Regions from separate parts of the Mus musculus genome. Here region 1 is linked to region 2. A link is a contact called in public ChIA-PET data. All regions are on one chromosome and are shown on one strand. The core of a region is the stretch at or near the end of the contact, and the rest is flanking DNA. Distances in the headings are between cores, read along the strand shown.

Evidence for each region. ChIA-PET counts read pairs in DNA pulled down with a chosen protein or histone mark.
Region 1: a contact with region 2 is called in an RNA polymerase II ChIA-PET map of memory CD8 T cells, with 30 read pairs. The contact joins two enhancer-like sites. A contact is called at or near these places in 1 of 39 promoter capture datasets (hippocampal neurons), 5 of 484 Hi-C or Micro-C datasets (CD4 T cells, CD8 T cells and nephron progenitors) and 1 of 115 datasets of contacts at active chromatin or transcription factors (memory CD8 T cells).

The regions. Positions count from the first base shown.
Region 1 is chr3:153,239,046-153,243,345 of GRCm38.p6, forward strand. The region is part of intron 3 of St6galnac3 (ST6 (alpha-N-acetyl-neuraminyl-2,3-beta-galactosyl-1,3)-N-acetylgalactosaminide alpha-2,6-sialyltransferase 3); the gene reads right to left. Among named protein-coding and RNA genes, the nearest start is that of Gm52634, 15 kb to the right of the region's middle. Within about 2 kb of position 1,971, at least 43 of the 459 cell types and tissues checked have an H3K27ac peak or open chromatin away from gene starts, as enhancers often do. A contact at or near this core is called in CD8 T cells and memory CD8 T cells, where this site is marked.
Region 2 is chr3:152,941,741-152,945,584 of GRCm38.p6, forward strand. All of the region lies in intron 2 of St6galnac5 (ST6 (alpha-N-acetyl-neuraminyl-2,3-beta-galactosyl-1,3)-N-acetylgalactosaminide alpha-2,6-sialyltransferase 5), which reads right to left. All of the region lies in intron 2 of Gm46830 (a long non-coding RNA gene), which reads left to right. Among named protein-coding and RNA genes, the nearest start is that of St6galnac5, 39 kb to the right of the region's middle. Within about 2 kb of position 1,726, at least 42 of the 459 cell types and tissues checked have an H3K27ac peak or open chromatin away from gene starts, as enhancers often do. A contact at or near this core is called in CD8 T cells and memory CD8 T cells, where this site is marked.

The DNA of each region.
Region 1 (4,300 bases), core at 721-3,220, 300 kb after region 2:
TGTTTTGAGACAGTTCACATGTAGCTCAGACTGACCTTGAACTCACTATGTAACCAAGGCTGACCTTGAACTCCAGACTTTCTGGCCTCTATTTCCCTGCGTTGGCATTATAGGTGTGCTACCATACCCATATTACTTCCCACAGGATGGGAATCCTGATATAAGCCACCAGCAGGTTTGCTGCCTCAGCAGGTTTCTTGTCAGCCCTCTTCCTCTTAAGCGGTGTCTTCTTTGTGGCTGGATATGCTGGGGTTTCCTCCAGCCCCCTTTAGGAGATCACTCTAATCCTGGTCACAAGAGTTCTGCCCTATGACCTGTCTTCCAGTGTCCTGGATCTTGCTAGCATCCCCTTGGGGCAATGGGACTTTAAATACTTGGAGGGGGGTAAACATGAGGGCAGTGTGGGCTTCTCTGGGCTTCTTTGGAGGAGAATCTTCAACTCCTAAGTGGACGGAGCTTCCACCAGGAAGGGACGGAATCTAATCGCCATGCCTAGCACACACAGGGGAGCAGGTTATTTACTGAATAAATGCATCGCCTGCTCCAAAGTGACTGCTTGTCCAGGCTCTGTGGACTTGGTTGGAATTCTTGCTCCCATGGCTCTGTGCAGGAGTGCCTGACAGGCTTCCTCGTGGGCCACGAGGGGAAGCCTACCCGGAGCCCCACACTTTATGCTGCTTGACTCAGGCTAAACCATGGATTTCCTTACTTCTCATTACTGAGCCCAGAAAGGGCTAATAATCAGCGAGGCTAGCAAAGCTCTGAAATCCCATCGCAAGTTGGAAAGGGAAATGAGTGTTAAAATCATCTTTGAAGCGATACCCATGGCTTCACAGGATGAACATGGTCATTCAGAATGGACAGGTCTACAGGAAATCTAAGCACTTCATCCAGCCCAGACTGTGGAACCAGGACAAACCCAGCCAGGCACATACCTTCTACCCATCGCAGAAGGCCTAAGGACTGTCCTGACAGCCTCACAGTGGGTCTGCTCCCCAGCTGAAGTGATTTCAACTTGATTATGGCTTAGTGAGCCTGCTCCTCCACTCTTGATTACCCCCCCTCCCCATCTCTGTATGTTCCTCATTTCCAGATGTAGTTTACTGGTCTAAATCATTTAATAAAAGGACGATAGCTGCCATAATTCTGATGAATACTGGTGATAGTACAAGAAAGCAGAGGTTTGTCTACATAGCTATCTTTGACAGTGTTTACAGAGGCATTTTGCAGCCAATACTAAACCACACGTCATACCTTTTTTTCTTTCAGTGTTGTGTCCATCTTTCTATCCCTGGACACCGACAGAGCTATTGTCAGTGCCAGCTTGTGTCCAAGGCAGAGACTCTCATATGCACGGCACACAGTCTCTGCCTCAGAGAAGACTGTCTACATAGGCAGACAGAACCGGAAAAAAAAAAAAAAAAACAATAATTCCACATAAGTGAGATCAAAGAGGCTCGGGTAAGTTATCACACAGGAAGTAATTAACTTTGCTTGGGCAGCATGGGGGAAACCAAAATCCAAACAGAGATCCCTACAAAACATTTAAGAAGTCTGCCAGGCTCCTGATAACGAGCCAGGTCCAGAATGCATGAGCTCATCTGAACTGGATAGATAAACTGGGTGCAAAAGTGGACCAGTTCTCAGCCCTGGCTGCTTATAATAGTGGTGAGGAGAACTCCCCCTTCAGGGAAACCAGAGTCCCTGAAGTGAGGCTCAGTGTAGCACACTGGAAACATCTTTCCAAATGAGTGTGCACACATGTGCACACATACACATAGACACACACAAAGAAATAGACATCAAACTCACACATACAACCAAAACACACAATCTCAAAGAATAAGTAGTAAAAAAATTAAGTACTTCTGACTGAGTCATAATCAATCACTCAGGTCCTCTGAGAGCCTCAGGCGATGAGAAAGGATTCAAGGTCTCTGGGACTTTCAAAGGTCTTCCTTTCCTGACAGGCGTTGAGGTCAGTGACAAACGCACCCTTAGCAGGGTGGCCCAATGTTGAAGGAAACTGGGTCTCACAGACTGTCACACTGGTAACACTGACGAATGCTACTGCCAACCTTTAATTTGAAAGAAAAAAAAAAGTTCCCCATGCATAGAAATAGCTTCATTTTTAAATAGCTAAATTTTTGTGTGAGATTTTTTTTTCATTCCCTACATTTCTCAGAAGAGTATGTTATTCCCCCAAGTGCTACAACTAAAACCATGCAGCCATGTGGCAGGATATCAGCAGCCACTTTAGGTTTCCTGTCAGCCCATGTTGAAAGCCACCTTCAGTGCAAGCCTCTTGGGGGTGAAGCACAGCGGGAGGGGTTCTGGCTCATGCTGCTGCTGTTGCTGAGCCTCTATGTGAGTCTAGGCAATCCAGAGAGAATTTCTTCCTGATGAGTACATGACTTTTTCCATACAAACACCACCACCTCAAACACATCCTTTGCCGTCCCAGCAGCTGTCACCCACCGAACGGGCATGCTCACTGCACATCACCCGGGCAGGGGTTCCCTACCGTGGGAACGCTCTGAGAGAAGCCCAGCCTCCTGTCTATCTCTGATTTCCCAACCATCGTGAACAGTAAGAACTCCCGAGGCTGATTACTGGAAGAGAAATGAACTTCAGAGCAAGTAGGCAAATAAGTATCAGAGAAAGGATTGGGTGGCAAATTTAAAACTGTGGACGTGGGTGAAACCTCCAGTAAAGAAACATGGAAGCTGTGTCAAGAGATGCTCAATAAAGGGAGCGCGAGATGCCTCAGAGGGTAGGGGCTCGTGCCACCAAGACCGAGGACCAAGTTTGATTTCAAAGACCCACATGGTGAAGGTGAGAACTGACTCCCACAAGTTGTCCTCTGACCCCCATGCGCTCCATCGTACCAGCTGTCCTCCCTATAAAATAAACAAATGATTAAGCAAATAAAATATATATAAGGAGCTGTTTAACAAACCTCCTTTGAGTCTATCAAGTCCTAATTACAAAATTACGCACCATCAACAGGCACGGAGCAGAGCCCGGCTTATCTAGCTGAGACAAGTGTGTATCTATTTCCAAGTGCTCACCAGGCTGAGAATCTGTTCTCCGGTGTGGGCACTTGCATCTCCAGGTAGGCACTATAACCCTGCTTCTGCTGAGAACATGGCACTGAGGTCTGAAAAGCTGCCCAGTCTGCCTCTGTTTCTCCTCTGTGCGGGGCCTGACAGCGCCCGTCAACAGGGACATCACACTCGTTAGGTTTGTTAGACAAAGGGCAGGGAGACTGATAAATGATTCCTTGATTATTTTCTCTCTGAAATAACTCTTCTGTCCCCGTCCTCAAGTTACATTTAGATAATGAATGGAGGGCTTAAGTGTTTTCCTGGGGAATTATTTAGGAGAAATCGCATTGACGGTTTTAATTCTCAGCAACTGCGAGCGGATATGCATTTAAGAAACAGGAAGATGGGAACAAAGATTCTGTGTTTCTGCTCGCAGAGCTATCTTAGTAAAAAACAGATGGCTGCTACCATGTTCTTTGTTTCTTTGTAAGAGGCTTCAGTCCCTGACAACCCAAGTTAGCAGGTATAGGTCTTATAGGTCATACTCCTGTAGCCCCTGAGGGAAGTGTCAGAGGCAGGATGTCTCCAGGCACCTACCCTGGTGTGAAGAGGTCAGCTCATGAGAGCTAATTTGTCCAGTGAGAATGGCAGGCTGCAGGCATGCCCGGGCAGAACCTGTTTGCAAGGTCTTCAGAGGCTGGACAACAAGGATCAGGAACCTGGGACACAGACCGTGGGGACGGACAGCAAGCTGCCCTGGTGCACCCTCTACCCAGACTGTTCTCTCTGTCTGTGTGTGATGGCTTGGTTTTGCTGTCCACGCCCACTGGATTTCAAACCGCTGGGCGTGTCTGTGAGGGTGTTTTCAGAAAGATTTAATTGAGAAGAGAGCCACCCTGGTTATGGGTGTCTCTGTCCATTGCTTAGGAGTGAGAAGGAGAAAGTGACCTGAAAAGGGCTCAGCTGTGGCGCAAACCTGCTACGGGCCATGCTTTCCCCACCATGATGGTGAGGTGGAACCCAGCAACTGCGAGCCCAAACACACTTCTGTCCTGAAGATGCTCCTATATCCAGCTTTTGGTAGCAACAGTAGGGAAAGTACCAGGCCAGCACTGAGAAAATCTCTGCAAGAGGTCCAGAGCTCTCTCCACTGGATGACAAACGCTTGAGCTGCATCTGTTGTCACAGCCCTTTCCCTCACTCAGTGGCAGCAGCATCTCTGTGACCCAGAACCTGCCCTCACTCCCTCCAGC
Region 2 (3,844 bases), core at 476-2,975:
CTTGGGCAGTCACTCATCAAACAAACGCCTGATGGGCCATATCTGTTAGAATTGGCAGGTGGTTTTGGGCCGGCTGCTGCTCCCTGGCCCAGCTGTCACCAGCACAGGAAGGTAGTGTGGGTCCCTGACAGCACAGGAAGGTAGTGTGGGTCCCCTGACAGCACAGGAAGATAGTGTGTGGGTCCCCAGGATGTTGTGCCTAAGAAACAACAATGTTAGAGCTGAAAACACTGACAGTAAAGAGCAACTTAAAACCCCTGGCTGGGTATGCCAGACTGCATGAATTATGATCTGTACGGTTTTTATTAAAAAGAGCTAAGCAGATTGCTAGATGATTGATACATTATATCTGAGCTGTCACTTTTTTTAAAAAGCCATTAATACTTTTAGGCTGAAGTTCCTTCTCACTTTGAGTTACATTCATCTGAAATTCACCCAGGAGTATCAGGGAGATGGCTTTCTTCCCTTAAGATGTCAGAGAATGGTAAGGTCGATTTATAGAGAGTCACTGAATTGATAGGATTTAAATTTTTAATTATGTAAATTACTAAATTTTGTTATTTCTTTGTGGGAGGTAACATTCAAAATCTTGTTGGCGCTTCTCAAGCCCAGGTGTATAAAATCTACTCAAGGGCTGGACGTATTGTTAGGTGTGGTGGACCACGCCTTTAATCCCAGCACTCGGGAGGCAGAAGCAGGCAAGGACCCTGTGAGGTTGAGGCCAGCCAGTTCTAGGACATCTGGGCTACACAGTGAGAACCCTTCCCTCTAAGGAAGAGTTGGTTCTAAGAGAGCTCCTTTCCTTTCCTGGACAGGAACGGCATGCAGATAAACACACACCTCCTCCCTCTCCTCTCTAGTTCTAGCTCACTGTTGTGTTTTCTAAACTAATTTACATGTCAAATAAACACCATGATAAATACGAATACAGCATAGCATCACACGATACGATACGGGACATTACCGCTCGCTACCTCCCGCCCCCCATTTTCACCTCCAAGCTTCCACACAGATTTCCACCTCATTTAAGGTTGTATTCATGGCGTGGTTTTGTTTTTCTGATTCTTTTATCAGTTCTCAGTGCAACAGGTCATGGGCCTTTTCTATTTCTGCATGCACAGTGCTCACACATCTGTCCAGGAGCACCCTGATTCATGTTCTTACTGCAGCTTTGACTCCCTAATCGAAGCTTATCTTGGGGCAAAGGTATCTGAGTTTGCTGAGCGTATAACAAAGAAAGGTCAGACGTTTATTAAGCTGCTATGAATGCTTGACTTGGTCTTTGGGAATTTAGCTTAGCTCTGCCCACATTTACTCAGCATTATACCCCGTGAGGCACTAGGGATACGGAGTGAATTAACACACATTCTTAAACCAAAAACTATATGCTCTAGACAACCGGACAGCCAAGGGCACGCCCCCTAGACAACCCAGCAGCCAAGGACACGCCCCCTAGACAATCCAACAGCTAAGGACACGCCCCATGCGCCACAAACACTGCATATTTCCTTTGGCCGCCTTGTATTGTTGAGTGAGAAATGTGTGTTAGAGAAGACTCAGACAAGACTCCTGAGACACCGCTGGACCAACAGATGGAAAACCATTAGGGATGGTGTCGACAATCTGTGGGGATTTAGGGAAAACCCACAGTGAGCAGAGCTGTTAGGGACAATGGCACAGACATTCTCTGCAAATTTGAAAAGCTGTGAGCTCGCTGTCTCTAGTGAGTAAGAAGGCTGGTGGGAATGGCTGAGTGGTGAGGGCGGTCTGGTCCTGCTAGGAAGCTTCACTTAGACCTGACCCAGATGTCCTTGTGAGGTGGGGGAGCCATTTATGTGGAGAGAGCCATGAATGTGTTAGTTCTTCAGCAAGATCGCCCCCAGCTACACAGAGGGTATGAAAGGATATAAAACTAGAAAGCCTCCCATTTTAGAGGCTGCATTCTTGTGTGTGTGTGTGTGTGTGTGTGTGTGTGTGTGTGTGTGTGTGTGTAATAGACACAGCTTATTTATGAGAATTCTTTCTTTTCTGTTCAGTTAAGAAGTGCGTTTGGCTCCACATGTCAAACTTCAGTACATTATAAGCAGAAAGAAGGGTGCAGAGCATCTGAGGTCTGCTTGGGGAATTGTTCTTCTGTTCTTCTGACTTCTCTTTTCAGAAGCGAAACATTGGTAAAAATGACATAAAAACACTTGACAGTGAAAATGATTTTGTTTGTGATTTCTTCATTTCTTAACAGTCATAGAAGCCAGGGAGGAGAGTTCAGGTACTCGAACAGCTTGGGTCTTTCGCATGGCTCCATTCTCTGAAGAGGGTTAGCTAGCCAATGGGTTGGCTTGTTAAAAAGAGTGTTTTACATGCTGTTTAGCATGATGGTTAAGTTCTATGGCATCTGACTAGGCATGAGGTGCCCTGCTGCTTGGTAAAATGCATTTTGAGGTTGTTTGGATGGGATTCACACACGATGCAATAGACTGGGAAAGGCAGATTGGCTTTGCCAGTGTGTGTGTGTGTGTGTGTGTGTGTGTGTGTGTGTGTGTCCTCCAAACAACTGAAGACCTGGCTGGGACTAAAACCCTGAAGAGTGTGGATTAGGGGTGCGGATGCCTTGAATAGAAAGCCTCTTCCTGTCTTTGGCCCCAAATTCAAACCTTGGCCTTTCTTTGTCCTTTGACCTGCCAACTTTTGGACTGACCCCTGACCTGCCTGAATCTCTAGCTTGCCCCTGAGGACCCCTCTCCACAATGACACACAACAATTCACTGTGGACCTATTGTGCACTTTCCAGTAGATACAACAATCATGATTTTTGCCAGGGGGACTTTGAATCACTGAAAAGTAGACTTTCCAGGCAGGCCTGACTTATGAGCTGTGGTCACCTGAATCCCAGTATAGCTGAGAATACAGCCAAGACATGCATAGATGACAGTAAGGTACCATTGTGCAATGAGACATCAGGCTTAGACCTGCACAGGAGCTGGAAGAGAAACACTATTGATTGTGGGAGTTTCTGACTCCACTCCCCAAGACCAAGGAATGGCACCTGCATACAGCAGACAGCAGGGTTGCTGGTGCAGTCTTGGCTTTCCTTTTCTGATTAAAAAGAACTAGGATGAAGAAGAGAGGAGGGTAGAGCCTCTTTGGTAATGTGCAGCTGTTTAACATGAGCAGTTGGAGACAAAGCTGAGCAGCTGTGCACAGCTGTGTGGCTGGCACAGCCCGGTCTTTCTTGCTGTGCGGATGCTCTCACCTCCCACCTGCAGACTGCTTCACAGGCAGGCAAGCTTTCAGCCAGGATGGAATTCCCTCTTTGGCTCACAGCTAAAAGACACCCCTGCCCCAGTACTCTGCATGCAGAGATGGCAGGGGGGAGATCTTCTGCACAGTAGAGCATCAGCCGGTTGACTTTGCTTCTTGTGCAGATGACTCTGTGGACCTCCCTTGACTTTGGCTGAAAACGTATTTTCTCTTCACTTTTCAAATCCTCAAATGAACCATGATGATTGCTATGAACGTGTTGAAACCTCAGGATCTACTCCAGCCTCAGTTTCCCTGTCGGAGATTCGGGGACTTTTCTCATTGCCCCGATGAGAGTCAAGCACCCGATACAAAGCAAGCAGGTTGGTGGGTCAGAGGAAATCAGTCCACTGTGGAGGACAAGCCTGGTGACAGGGTGGCTTGGTCCAAGGTGCTAACAGGAAGCAGAGAAAAGGGGATTCCAGGGCTCGGCTGGCTTTCTCTATTTCCTTTTTCATTCAGTCTGGGACCCCTGGGCCATTGGATGGCGCTACCAAAATACAGGGTGGGTCTTTCTTCCCTCAGTTAAACTTCTCTGGAAACTCCC